Linked DNA regions of Mus musculus: region 2 is linked to region 1. A link is a contact called in public HiChIP or PLAC-seq data. All regions are on one chromosome and are shown on one strand. Each heading gives the region's core, a stretch centred on a gene start, on an enhancer-like site or on the middle of the called end of the contact. The rest is flanking DNA. Distances are from core to core; before and after follow the strand shown. Region 1 has its middle 38 kb from the start of Prkcq. Region 2 overlaps Prkcq (protein kinase C, theta).

Evidence for each region. HiChIP or PLAC-seq counts read pairs in DNA pulled down with a chosen protein or histone mark.
Region 2: an H3K27ac HiChIP or PLAC-seq map of regulatory T cells shows a contact between it and region 1, with 5 times the contacts expected there. The contact joins two enhancer-like sites. A contact is called at or near these places in 2 of 15 datasets of contacts at CTCF or cohesin (CD8 T cells and large pre-B cells), 7 of 484 Hi-C or Micro-C datasets (B cells, cortical neurons, embryonic fibroblasts and 2 more) and 2 of 115 datasets of contacts at active chromatin or transcription factors (the HPC-7 cell line and regulatory T cells).

Annotation. Positions count from the first base shown.
Region 1 is chr2:11,130,652-11,137,171 of GRCm38.p6, reverse strand. No RefSeq gene overlaps it. Among named protein-coding and RNA genes, the nearest start is that of Prkcq, 38 kb to the left of the region's middle. Within about 2 kb of position 1,256, at least 7 of the 459 cell types and tissues checked have an H3K27ac peak or open chromatin away from gene starts, as enhancers often do. A contact at or near this core is called in CD8 T cells and regulatory T cells, where this site is marked.
Region 2 is chr2:11,284,085-11,290,688 of GRCm38.p6, reverse strand. Prkcq (protein kinase C, theta) reads right to left here. Exons shown (of 18, transcript NM_008859.2): 16 at 112-300. Among named protein-coding and RNA genes, the nearest start is that of Gm13293, 52 kb to the left of the region's middle. Within about 2 kb of position 2,463, at least 20 of the 459 cell types and tissues checked have an H3K27ac peak or open chromatin away from gene starts, as enhancers often do. A contact at or near this core is called in CD8 T cells and regulatory T cells, where this site is marked.

The sequences.
Region 1 (6,520 bases), core at 7-2,506:
CAGGTATATGTCCAAGAATGGTATAGGTGAGTTTTGAGGTAGATCAATTCCCAGTTTTCTGAGGAATCACAATACTGATTTTCATAGTGGTTGTCCAAGTTTGCAGTCCCACCAGCAATGGAGGAGTGTTCTCCTTGTCAGCATCATCTGTCATTTGTGTTACTGATTTTGATGTTCTGACAGGTATAGGATGGAATCTCAATGTAGCTTTGATTTGCATTTCCCTGACAGCTAAGGCAAGTGTTTCCCAGTCATTTGGGTTTCCTCTATTGAGAATTCTTTGTTTAGATTGTACCCCATTTTTAAATTGGGCTATTTGTTTTCTTGATATCTAGTTTCTTTTAAACAAATGAGTGTCCCAGTGTCAGACACAGAGCAGGCAGAGTTGAACCTGAATCTGCTGTAGAGATTTTGCCTGTAGACCTGCTTTAGCCTCTGGCAGATGAATATGAGATCTGCTTCCCCAAACCAGTATGGCTCAGCATCCATAGGCATCTTACAAAACTGCAGATGCACATGGCTAGCGAAATGGTGGGTGCTGCCTCCCTGAGACCTGGAATACTGGATAAGAGTTGAGATATACAAATTCCTCCTCAATGCCCTGACCCTCCCAGAGTAGGTGTGACATCAGACACATTCAAGCTGATGTGTGCTACACATAGAACAAGGAGATCAGGGAGATGAAAGAGACAGTGTTGATGTCTGTTATAGTCAACACCAGGATGGCAGAAGTCATTTGATAGGTGTATGGAGTCCAGAGATGTTTTACCATTAATAAAGACCAAACTTCTGGACCAAATTTGGACTCCTCTGAGTCAAATACTTGACCTTGGCCTGTAATGACTGTGAACTTTTAGGAAAACCATTTTTTACTCTTACACTAAATGCTGTGTACAAACACTAGCATGGTTTCTAAGTTCAAGCTGTGTCCTTAGGATCAAGGCTGCAGTCCCCAAGCTTCTGCCTATAAACAAGGCTGCCAGGAACAGTTAATATATGTTCTAGTCAACATCCCAAGACATGAATTCTGTCTTCTAGTCTCATGGGAGGGTAGAGGTTAACCTGAGCAAACACCACCGTGTTGGTTTTATTATCATTGTGATCAAGTATTTTTTCCGTAAATAATTTAGAGAAGGAAGTATTTCTTTTATCTCAGTTTCAGAAGGTTCGTGGTTCTGTTGGCTCTGTGGGCCTGGGCATCGCTGTGGCAGGAGTGTGTGGAGGAAGGGATTCCTCTCTTCATGGCTGACAGGAAGTAGGGAGGGGAGGAGCAAAACACCCCAAAAAACCTCTCCTAGAGCTCTTTCTCTGGCTATGGCTAGGTCCTACCTCCTAAAGTTTCCAGAGCCTCCCAAACAGCACCACCACCTGGGGCCTTAGACTTTAACACCGGTTGGAAACGTTTGTTATTCAAGGCATAAAAACCAGTTAAGAGACTCACATGACCTAAAAACTGAGGAAAACACCCTCCCTGCCTTGGGCAAATTTCTACTCCCCAGATAACTGGATCCCTTCCTCTGCCCCTTTCCCATCTCGGTTTCTCGCATTCCCTTCCCTTTTCTTCCCCACTATCTTTCTTCTCCCTGTTTTGATTTGGTTTTCAAACACACTCACTTCTGCGCATATTGAAGATAAGCTGTTTATACTGGGATTCTTTTTTATGCAGTAGACAGAAGAAAATCTGTTCTCATCAATTTCTAATCGGGGATTGGCATCCTTTGCATCCAAATCCTTCCTCCTTCCCTGGGCCCCCTTTATTGTCATTTCTTTTGGTTAATGGAACATGGAACATACAGTGATACTTACCATTTTGTTTTTAAATAAACTTGAAATTTAGATTTATCATCCATCTATGTCTATCTGTCTGTCTGCCACTCTCTTTCTATGTATCATTACTATCCTATCTATCTATCATCTATCTATCTATCTATCTATCTATCTATCTATCTATCTATCTATCTATCTATCTATCTATCACCTAACATCATTATCTATCAAATGTAGCTGACTATGAATCAGAGATATAACTTAAATTTGTTTTGTATAAGCTATGAATTCATGGTCATGAATAAATAAATATACATACATATGTATAACACAGCTGGTTTGATTACATACCCACAAGGTTTTCACAACCTATTCCCTTGATGTATGGGGTTTATTTTAAATGACTAAATCCTGTTGCTATAAGGATCCTGAGAATTGCCTGAAGGTAGGAGGATCTGTCTCTTTTGATGGAGAAGCAATGAGGAGATGAACTTCTTTTCTAATGGCTTCAGGGAATTAAAACATTCAAAAGACTTTTGAGATCCTTAGGTAGCTAATTCATGAAATACTCACATTAATTAAACCATTTATTCTGTCAATGGTCTTTAGCCAAGGGCCACTCAAAATCCTTCTGTAGAAAGGACAGGCTAATTATTTATTGCAGTGAGGGAAAATACACACTATGGAGGGTTTAAAAAGTGCAGTAACAGTATATAGACTTTGAGCTGTAATCAGGAGATGGTGCAAGGATATGAGTTCTTTGTAGACACATGAAGTCCATGAAACCAGTAAGTAATCCAAGGGATGGAGGCTGGAAGGACTGGTAGGGCAGCTGCTTCTCACTGGTTCCGAGGAGGGGTATTAGATATTTATGGGTGACTTTATTATAATTTTTGCCTATGCTTAGATGGAATTAGGAAGTGGACCTGCTTTGTTTCACTTCACAATTAGCTCAGAGTCAATGTCTCTGAGGCTGGTCTCTTCTGAGGTAGTTTATGTCTAACAAGAGAATTAGCCTGTCCTAGCTGACATTCCAGGCCAACTTCTGAAGGACACAGACTGTGGTCTTTTTCTGCTCTCAATTTATTCTACTTTATAAAGTACTTATTACATGCTGGGATATCAATGCGTGTTGAAAGTGGCTCTCATGTTAAAAGAATCTACAATGGACTAGAACAAACAAGAGAGAGACAGACGGCAGTTATGCAGTCAATGAACATGGAGTGGGTCCTTATAAAAGTCAGGCTTTGATATGAATATATTTTGCTATGGACATCTGATAGATTTGTAAAAATATATCTAAGATGTCTTTATTTCATCAGAGGGACAGACAATAAATAGTAAACAAAATATAAAAAATAAAACAGACTAGAGAGATGGCTTAGTCAGAGAAGTGCTTGCTCTGAAAGTATGGGGGCCTGAATTTGAACCTCAGAAAAAAAAGCCAAACAGCATGGTGGACTTTTGTAACCCTGGAGCCAAGAGAGAAGCAGAGACAAGAGGCTTATGTCCTTGCTCTCCAGCAAGTCTAGTTTAGTCTGTGAGCCCGAGGTCCTCATGAGAGACTGCCTCAAAATAAAGCGAAGAGCTCCTAAGCAGGACCTCTCAGGTTACTCTCTGTGCATACATACACGTATGCACCCAAACACACATGCTCTCTTTCTCTTTCTCACACACAAATAATACAGAAGTATATTATCATTTGTGTTTGAAGGCAATAATAGATAAAATCAGAAAATAGACAGATCTAAAGGGAGAGACCTGTGTGAGTGGCAGACTACAGTATCAAACTCATTCACAGAGAGTGTGCGACAAGCACACAGGGTCATTCAGTGAGGGAGCGACATGGGCATTCAGGCAATATTTTGTTGCCTTTCTTTTTGGCAGTATAACAAGCCAGGGAAAGATAAGGGTGGGATTGTTAATTACACTTCCTGTTTTCAATCATTGATATTGAAATATAACATGAGTGTTTCCACCACCATCAGACCACCTTAGTCTCTGTAGTATTTACACCCTGGGCTTATTCATTCATTCCTCAGAGATTCTTGTTTCTGTGTTCCTTCCTAGTTCTTAGACAGCAATGAGCTGTTTCTTTTCTGCTCATTGGCTTTGTTTGGCCAGCAGAGACTCTCTTTTCTAGTAAGGACTTTCTGGGTTGAAGAATGAGCTGAACCGATGATTGCTTTTTATTTTAATTTTCAGTTTTTGGCAAGAGTGTGGTAGGCCACTCTGGAAATCCGTCTGGCGGTTCCTCAGAAAATTGGACATAGTACTACCGGAGGATCCAGCAATACCTCTCCTGGGCATATATCCAGAAGATGCCCCAACTGGTAAGAAGGACACATGCTCCACTATGTTCATAGCAGCCTTATTTATAATAGCCAGAAGCTGGAAAGAACCCAGATGCCCCTCAACAGAGGAATGGATACAGAAAATGTGGTACATCTACACAATGGAGTACTACTCAGCTATTAAAAAGAATGAATTTATGAAATTCCTAGCCAAATGGATGGACCTGGAGGGCATCATCCTGAGTGAGGTAACACATTCACAAAGGAACTCACACAATATGTACTCACTGATAAGTGGATATTAGCCCAAAACCTAGGATACCCAAGATATAAGATACAATTTCCTAAACACATGAAACTCAAGAAAAATGAAGACTGAAGTGTGGACACTATGCCCCTCCTTAGAAGTGGGAACAAAACACCCTTGGAAGGAGTTACAGAGACAAAGTTTGGAGCTGAGATGAAAGGATGGACCATGTAGAGACTGCCTTATCCAGGGATCCACCCCATAATCAGCATCCAAACGCTGACACCATTGCATACACTAGCAAGATTTTATCGAAAGGACCCAGATGTAGCTGTCTCTTGTGAGACTATGCCGGGGCCTAGCAAACACAGAAGTGGATGCCCACAGTCAGCTAATGGATGGATCACAGGGCTCCCAATGGAGGAGCTAGAGAAAGTACCCAAGGAGCTAAAGGGATCTGCAACCCTATAGGTGGATCAACATTATGAACTAACCAGTACCCCGGAGCTCTTGACTCTAGCTGCATATGTATCAAAAGATGGCCTAGTCGGCCATCACTGGAAAGAGAGGCCCATTGGACACACAAACTTTATATGCCCCAGAACAGGGGAACGCCAGGGCCAAAAAGGGGGAGTGGGCGGGTAGGGGAGTGGGGGTGGGTGGGTATGGGGGACTTTTGGTATAGCATTGGAAATGTAAATGAGCTAAATACCTAATAAAAAATGGAAAGAAAAAAAAAGAGTGTGGTAGGCCATGGAAAGAAAGTCTAGGGATGGGTGGGTGGGCTACAATCAAAGTTGTAACAGTGCAATGCAGTCTTAGGAGATCCTCTGTAAGCTGAGATGGAGAAAGCTCTGCTTGTCCTTTGATATGTTATCAGGGTGATTCAGTCAGTTAAGTTTTCTTGAGGACAGTAACACACACTTCATGTCTGCTGTTTGGTACCTCTGTGCCTGCAAATAACTGCCTGCATTTTCTTTCTTTCTTTCTTTCTTTCTTTCTTTCTTTCTTTCTTTCTTTCTTTCTTTCTTTCTTTCTTTCTTTCTTTCTTTCTTTCCTTCCTTCCTTCCTTCCTTCCTTCCTTCCCTCCTTCCTTCCTTCCTTCCTCCTTCCTTTTTCAAGACAGGGTTTCTCTGTGTAGCCCTGGCTGTCCTGGAACTCACTTTGTAGATCAGGCTGACCTCGAACTCAGAAATCCACCTGCCTCTGCCTCCCGAGTGCTGGGATTAAAGGCATGTGCCACCACTGCCTGGCTGCCTGCATTTCATAAGTCAACATAGAACATACTGTTTTGGCATAAGAGGCAGGGGTTTGAAGCTAGTCTTCTGCCTCTCCAGCTTCTAGACCTTTCTCTTGTAAGTCACTGGATCCTAGCATGAAGCATGTTTTAATGATCCTTTGGTCTACCACTCTTAAGGACACCCAAGACTCAAAATTGGCTATAGGATTCTGTACTGAAGTTCCCACAATAGAAAAAAAATTCAATTTTTTACCCAGGGCGCCTTATTGCAGCTTGTTGTGTGTTTCATGTGTGTACACATGTGTGTGGTGTGCATATATGTGTGTGTACACATGTGTATGCATGCTTTTTTCCACCAATTGTGATTTCAGCACTTGGGGGCAATGAAGAAAAACACTTGAAATAGGCACTGACAGTGTGAAGCGAGGAAGACTTACGATGTGTTTCTTTCTTGCTTTGCCTGCAAGCTCAGTTTTCTCTCTCCCAGGCTTGGCTCCAGCTGGTGTTCACCTTCTGATAGCTCCGGGAAATGTCTTGGTTCATACGCCGCCGCTGCTCGCTTTACCAGGCATTAAGCAAGCAGTTTACAACGAAGAGAGATGACCTCAGCATTGCTTTGGGAAGCGAGGAAGGAGAAAACCTCCTGGCTGGCGTCTGGTGAGGGCCCTGCTGTTGCTTTACTCAATATGGCGAACGGAGAGAGGAAGAAAGGAGCCAGGAAGAGGGGACCTGTGTGCACTTGTGTTCATTATGCATGCTCATGCAAGTATGCGTGGGAATGCTCACGTGTTGCATGTTGTGTTATCTTCCTCTATTGCTGTCCACATTGGTTTTGGGGACAGAGTCTCTCAAAGAACCTGGGGCTCACCATTGGGCTATACTGTCTGCTGGCAAGCCTTGAGGGTTCTCATGTCTCATGTGATGGGATTTTACAACACTCAGTGCTGCTATGTCCAACTTTGTAGGTGGATA
Region 2 (6,604 bases), core at 1,214-3,713, 150 kb before region 1:
TTAAACACTGAGCCATCTCTGCAGCCTTGTCTTCCTAATGCTGGGGGACACTTCAGGGCGGCGCTCGCCCCGTGAGCCACGCGCGCCCCAGGCTTTGGCTTCAGGTCTTACCTTCACTAGAAGGTCCTTGGCCTCCCTTTCGAGCCACCTCGGGTAGAAGGGGTTGTCCATGCGGATGGAGTGGAACAGCTCCTCCTCGTCCTGCCCGTGGAAGGGGGACTGGCCAATCAGCATCTCATAAACGAGCACCCCGAAGGACCACCAGTCGACGGAATGGTTGTACTTCTGACCCAGCAAGATCTGCACGGCGAAGGCAGAGAGAGCATCATTAGTACGTACGTCTGACGAAAGCAGAGCATCATCAGTACGTACGTACATCTGACGACTGATAACACAGAGCATCATCAGTACGTACGCCTGACGACTGATCACGCTTCCAAGGCTGAAGGTAAATAAATGACTGGCTGTCGTGATCTACAGGCTCGACTGAGGACGCTATCTTCTGGCAAGCGCCGGTTCGAAATGGCTCCGCCATGACCAAGTTTCTGCCTGTAAGTAAACACTTCAGAGTCTCACTTTGCATTTTTCTCATTGGCGTTGAGTGCAATGACTGAAGCAAGCCTGTAGCTTTTATTTTCCCATCTGTGCTATGAGGTTCTGGGGAGGTAGGTATTGTGTCCTACAGAGCTGGCTTGACGCTAAGTTCTCCATTATTACCTTTGGTGTGGACTGCTAAGTGAAACCTACTTACTTATATTCTCTCAGCTCTGCATAAAATCACTGAGGGGAACTGATGAACCAGAGATACCACTTAATCAAGTCTTTAAAACCTAGCCAATCACAATTGTGCACGTCAAGAGTTATGCGCTTAGTCAATGGGATGAAGAATCAAGTCATGTGATTAGCATGAGCAAGGAGAGCAGAACTCTTCAGACCCAGAAGTCAGAGGACATCCCAGAGCTACGAGCAGCTCGGAGAACGGTCTGGGTCTGTCATCCAGGCAGGAGGATTAAAGGTAGGAATTTACTGAACTTACAAAATAAATCAATCCTTTTGATCAGTTTACTGTTTATAGCAATAGAGACTTTGTACCTCCACGTTCAACAGCTTCCTTGTCTGCTGTTGAAAGGCCAAAACTGTACAAGCCACTGTGAATATCAGCTGAGTGCAGCAGGCCCGGGCTTTGCTAAAACAGTTCATAGTGGGATCCATGACTGCATGAAGGCTGAAGGTGATGTGATGGTGGGCGGGTGTGTAAACAAAGGCAAAAAAGTCAGTGTGCTTAAGACACATGGGCACTCTGTTTAATGTAGCAGCATGGGATCTAAGGTAGGGCGTCAGCCCATCAATGGAATGAATGCACAAAGAAACTGGGATACGTAGATGCAGCCCAATGCTACCCAAACTTACAAACATATACGAGCCCAGAGCACTTCCGTGCTAGGTGAAGCAAGACTCCACTCAGATGAGATACTCCAGCCTCTGGATCAGAGACACGATACAGTGTCCCACAACCCAACAGTTCTGGTGGCTGTATAAAGCCCCACATGTCCTTCAAGTGCCAAATCTCTCATTTGCACAGCTTGGGGAAGACTCCTTACCCCTTTATAAACTACCTTAGTAGAGAGGATAGTCACACTTGCTATCTTATTGCAGGGTGGCTCTAAAGAGCCTGTGGAAAGTAGGAAACTCACGGTGATTTGTGATAGGATTTGTGACCTGAAATCTTCTGCAAGCGCAGTGCTGAACAGCTACTTGGATGAGACTTATCCCCATGAGTGAAAATAAAGATCATTTTGCAATCTGCCACCATTGTGAACTGCTACCTGATAGCTGCAATTCAATATTTAAATATACAAGCTCACTTTAAAGTTGACAAACAAAAAGTCAACTTCACTGGCCTTAAGGAATAATGTAAAAGTCGACTTCTGTGAATTCACCATGAGTACGTATAATCAATTGGTTCAGCCCTACACTCAAAAGGAAACCTCCTGTACTAGGTACCAGGCTCAGACGCAATTCCCACGGTAAGCCACCAGGTGGCGCCAAAGCAACCAGAGCCGGTCCTGAGCAACAAGCCTCTATGTAAACAACTTCATTTTAGAGGAACAAATGAAATTTGGAGGCCAGGAGACAGCTGTCGTGGAAATTAGAGCTTCGAGATTGGTTATGTTAGTTAAAGTAAATGCAGTTTTATGCTGGGAGGGAGGAGCAGACTGCACATTCACACAGGGAACAGGCTGTTCAAGAGGGAATGCTAACATACACCAGGTGTCATTTCATACGCGATGTCCGGACGCGCTGCTGTTATCCCTGGAGGAGGATGGCTGGACTTAGGAGGCTCTGTGTCTTATTTCAGATCTCACAGTGAGTTGAGAGCTGGTTCTGAAGTCCAGTCTTTGAGGATTTCAATCCATAGTTGATAATCGTCTCCTGCTATTTCTCTCTCCCTGCACGGTTCTTTCTACACTAACTGTTCTGAGGTGGAGAGGGCAGCAGAGCTGTACTGGGTAGAGGGTCAACCTTCCCTAGCTCTGCCTTCCTCCAAGAACTGAGACCCAGCTTCAAACCGGAGAAATGAGCCAAATTATAATAATGCCTTTGTCACGTGCTGACACAGACTCCCTTTGTCCCTTGCAGTGGGTGTGCCTTGGAGCTATTGTGTTAAGGTGCGCACACTCCTTGGATGAGGTTGAATAGCTACTCGATGACATGAATCCCGTTAGTCAGTTGCGATCAGAGCATTCGGATTAGAGAGAGAGTTTAAATAAATGATACGAATCTATGAGAGGTAGGAAATGGTCCCTCAGCCACGTCTGAAGCTGAACCAGCGGACACACTAACCATATTTTGGCCAAAAAGAAGCTTGATTGAAAAATAAAAGCCTTGAAAGTAGTGTTTTGGATGATGGACTTATATCTGCTATCATCAGGGATAGTCCTTGCTAAATACAGATTACAAATTCTGTTTCATATTGGACCTGCTTGGCCCTTTACCAGCCATGATAGTATGAGAATCGGAAGAAATACATTAGACCTTTCAGTTCCAGAGCCTTAGATCATTAAACCAAGACTTTAAAAAAATGATTTTTAAAAAATTACGTTTATTAAATGCAGGGAGACATGTGCTTGCCATGTACACGTGTGGAGGTCAGGGGACAATTTCCCAGGAGTCCATTCTATCGTGGGATGGATCTTAGGTTGTCAGGCTTGGTAGCAAGTGACTTTACCTGCTAAGCCCTAAACCAAAGAAAATTTAAAGTTATAGTCTTCATCCCTCATCAAGGAAAATTTTCTTTGTGGCAGATGGAGAAATCATTACAGAAAAACAAACAAACAAACAAACAAAAAAACCCCGGAGGTTGGAGCCCAGTGTACCAAGGGATGCTTCTATTATACAACTCCCACACTGAAGGCTCAGGGAACGGTGCTGACGTGAGGAAAGAAAGACTGTAGGAGCCAGAAGAACAGATTTGCTGTGAGGCTGTCTCTCCTAAGAACTTCAGAAGTTGTACCTACAAAGTCTCACCAATAGGTCTGCTAAACACAAGCTGAAGAAGGGCTAAAGAGGGCAGAGGAAGTACATGAAGCCTCAGCCCTGGACAAAGAATTACAGGCAACTAAGGGACACGAGAGCACTCTAGCTGGTCATCTACTATCAAATGGTCAGCCCTGGAAACACACACACACACACACACACACACACACACACACACACACACACACACACACAAATAATGTAAAGACCAAGCAGGCTGAATGTATGTATTTAGGAACACACACATGCAATAGCAACAATTAAGGAAAAAAGAATCCATAAATTTGAAAGAGCAAGGAGGGATATATAGGAAGGTTGGAGAGAGAAAAAAGAAGGGGGGATGATGTAATTATATTAAATCTCAATTATAAAAGAAATAGAAGGTGTGGGCCACCACTGCCCTGCAAAGAAATAATTTCCAAAAAGCTTTTTGATCTAATTTTAATGACATATTCTTACCTTCTACTATTAACAAAGTAGAATAAAATTAAGCTATTTGGTACCAGTTTTTTTTTTTTTATATTTCATTCTTAGTTCAATTTGATCTTAAACATTTTAGCCATGTTCTTTAAATCATAGACCACGAATGTAGCAATGAATGTGTAATGTAAACACATATACATATCTTTAGAGTGTTTATTTAACTGATAAAGAAACATCATCAAACAGTTTGAGGATATGGGGCTGCTGAGATGGCTCAGGGGGTAAAGGGGCTTGCTGACAAGTTTGATGACCTGAGTTCAATCCCCAGGAAGCCACCTGGTAGAGGAAGAGCATTGATGCCTGTGAAATGTCCTCTGACTTTCCCATGTAAACTAGGATGACCCTCATGTGTGCATGCATACATAAATGATGATCATATAGACTGATAAATAAATGTGTTTCAAAGGCTTGAAAACATGTAAGAGGTTGGTGATGTATGGGATGGAGAGAAGCCATGAGGAAGGGTATTGCCATATCTGGGATTCAGGGCAAGAGGAGACAGATTTCCTAGAGCAATGCCCAGAAAGGATGGAGAAGAACTGGACATTCTTTGGAGGCCAATAAAACGATGCAAAAAACAAGGGGCAAGTCTTGATTCAGTCTCAGCATCCAGGAAGTGAGAGATCCCATTCGAGAAAGCCTTGGAGTTTGGCTGTATTTGGAGATAGAGAAGAACACTTGAATATTGTATTTCAATTTTTGTTGTTGTTGAGACAACTGGTAGGTGGCTTCATGGTTAGTCATGAAAGATATATTAAGGAAAAGAGAGAGGGAAGGTTCACCAGAGAAAGTGAGTTTGGAGGCTGTGAAGTTTGAAGGGCATGTGATCTATGTAAGTCTGTGATGTATATAGGTCTGTAGTAAGACAAAGTTTGGCCTGACCATGCTTATTCTGGAGCTAAAACTATTGTCATAGATAAAGTTACTCATTAAAGAATACTCAAGGAGGGGCTGGAAAGGTGGCTGGGCAGATAGCAAATATTGCTTGTCTTAGGGTTTTACTGCTGTGAACAGACACCATGACCAATGCAAGTCTTACAAAGGACAACAGTTAATTGGGCTGGCTTATAGGTTCAGAGATTCAATCTATTATCATCAAGGCGGGAGCAGGGCAGCATCCAGGCAGGCATGGTGCAGGAGGAGCTGAGAGTACTACATCTCCATCTGAAGGCTGCTAGCAGAATACTGACTTCCAGGCAGCTAGGATGAGGATCTTAAAGCCCACACCCATAGTGACACACCTACTCCAACTGGGCTATACCTTCTAATCGTGCCACTCCCTGAGCCAAGCATATACAAATCACCATATTGCTCTTGCAGAGCATTGGAGGTCAATTCCCAGTACCAATGTTGGGCTATTCACAACTACCTGTTGTTCAGCTTCAGGGGGATCTGCCACTCTCTTCTTGCCTCTCTGGGTACCACTACATAATAAGAAGGTGATCAGAGACAGAGACAGAGACAGAGACAGAGACAGAGACAGAGAGTCACACACACACACACACACACACACACACACACACACACACACACACACACACAGAGAGAGAGATAGAGAGAGACAGACAGACAGACAGACAGACAGAGGAAGTGGATACCCAATAAGAAGTGAGAACTAATCATGGAGCCACGGGGAGAGGAGCATGCTTCCTTAAGGCAAGGTCTCTCACTGAATTTGGATCTAGGCTTGTAGTCAGCGGTCAGCAAACCCTAGTGATTCTCTTGTCCCTACCTTCTAAAGCTCTGAGGTTATAGGTGGACATGGCCATGCCTGGATTTTTAAGTGGGAGCTGGAAGATTTGAAACCCAGGTCCCTATACTTGCATAGGAAGATGTCTTACTCACTGTGCCATCTCTCTTGCTCCTGAGCTATGCGAGTTATAAGCAATGGAGGAGCCTGGGTGGAGGGTGCAGATGTTTCTGAGCTAGCTACCTTTGGGACTTCTTACAAACCTATCGTTATTTCAAAACTTTAAAAAGATTTTTAAAAAGCGAGCAACACGACCAGGCTTTAGCGCAAACAGGCAGCTATGCAGGAGATTGAAAGATACAAATACTATAACTGCAACATGGCCAGTCAGCTCGTGCTATGAGGAGCACCACATGGGAAGGCAGGCTCTATTCTCCCTGGGGTGTGCATCTGGAGGAGGGTTCCCCAGGTGGAAAGGGAGTTTAGCTGAAAGGACAGGTACCTCCTGAGGAAATGCTGGTCCTCAGGTTACCAAGAAACCATTTACTGTTACTGTTTTGGTAGGGCTAGAGTGAAGCTTAAGTTTTGGAAGCTCCTTTTTTTTTTCTTAGCAATGATTAATCATATATAATAATGGATTTCATTATGAAATTTTCAGCCATGTAGATGCTCCCTCCTTTAATATCTGCAAAACCACCATGACCAGAGTTATACTCATTGTAGAGAACAATCTACACACATTTAGAAATGGGTTGTGGGGGGTGCTGACAATGCTTCCACCTTCCCCTTCTGTCGAGGTTTTCTGACCCCACGTTTACCCCTGATTGAGTTGGATTTCTGATTTTAGCTCTTTGCTAGGTGCTCCTTCTGTTGGATTTGAACAGGTAATTTTTA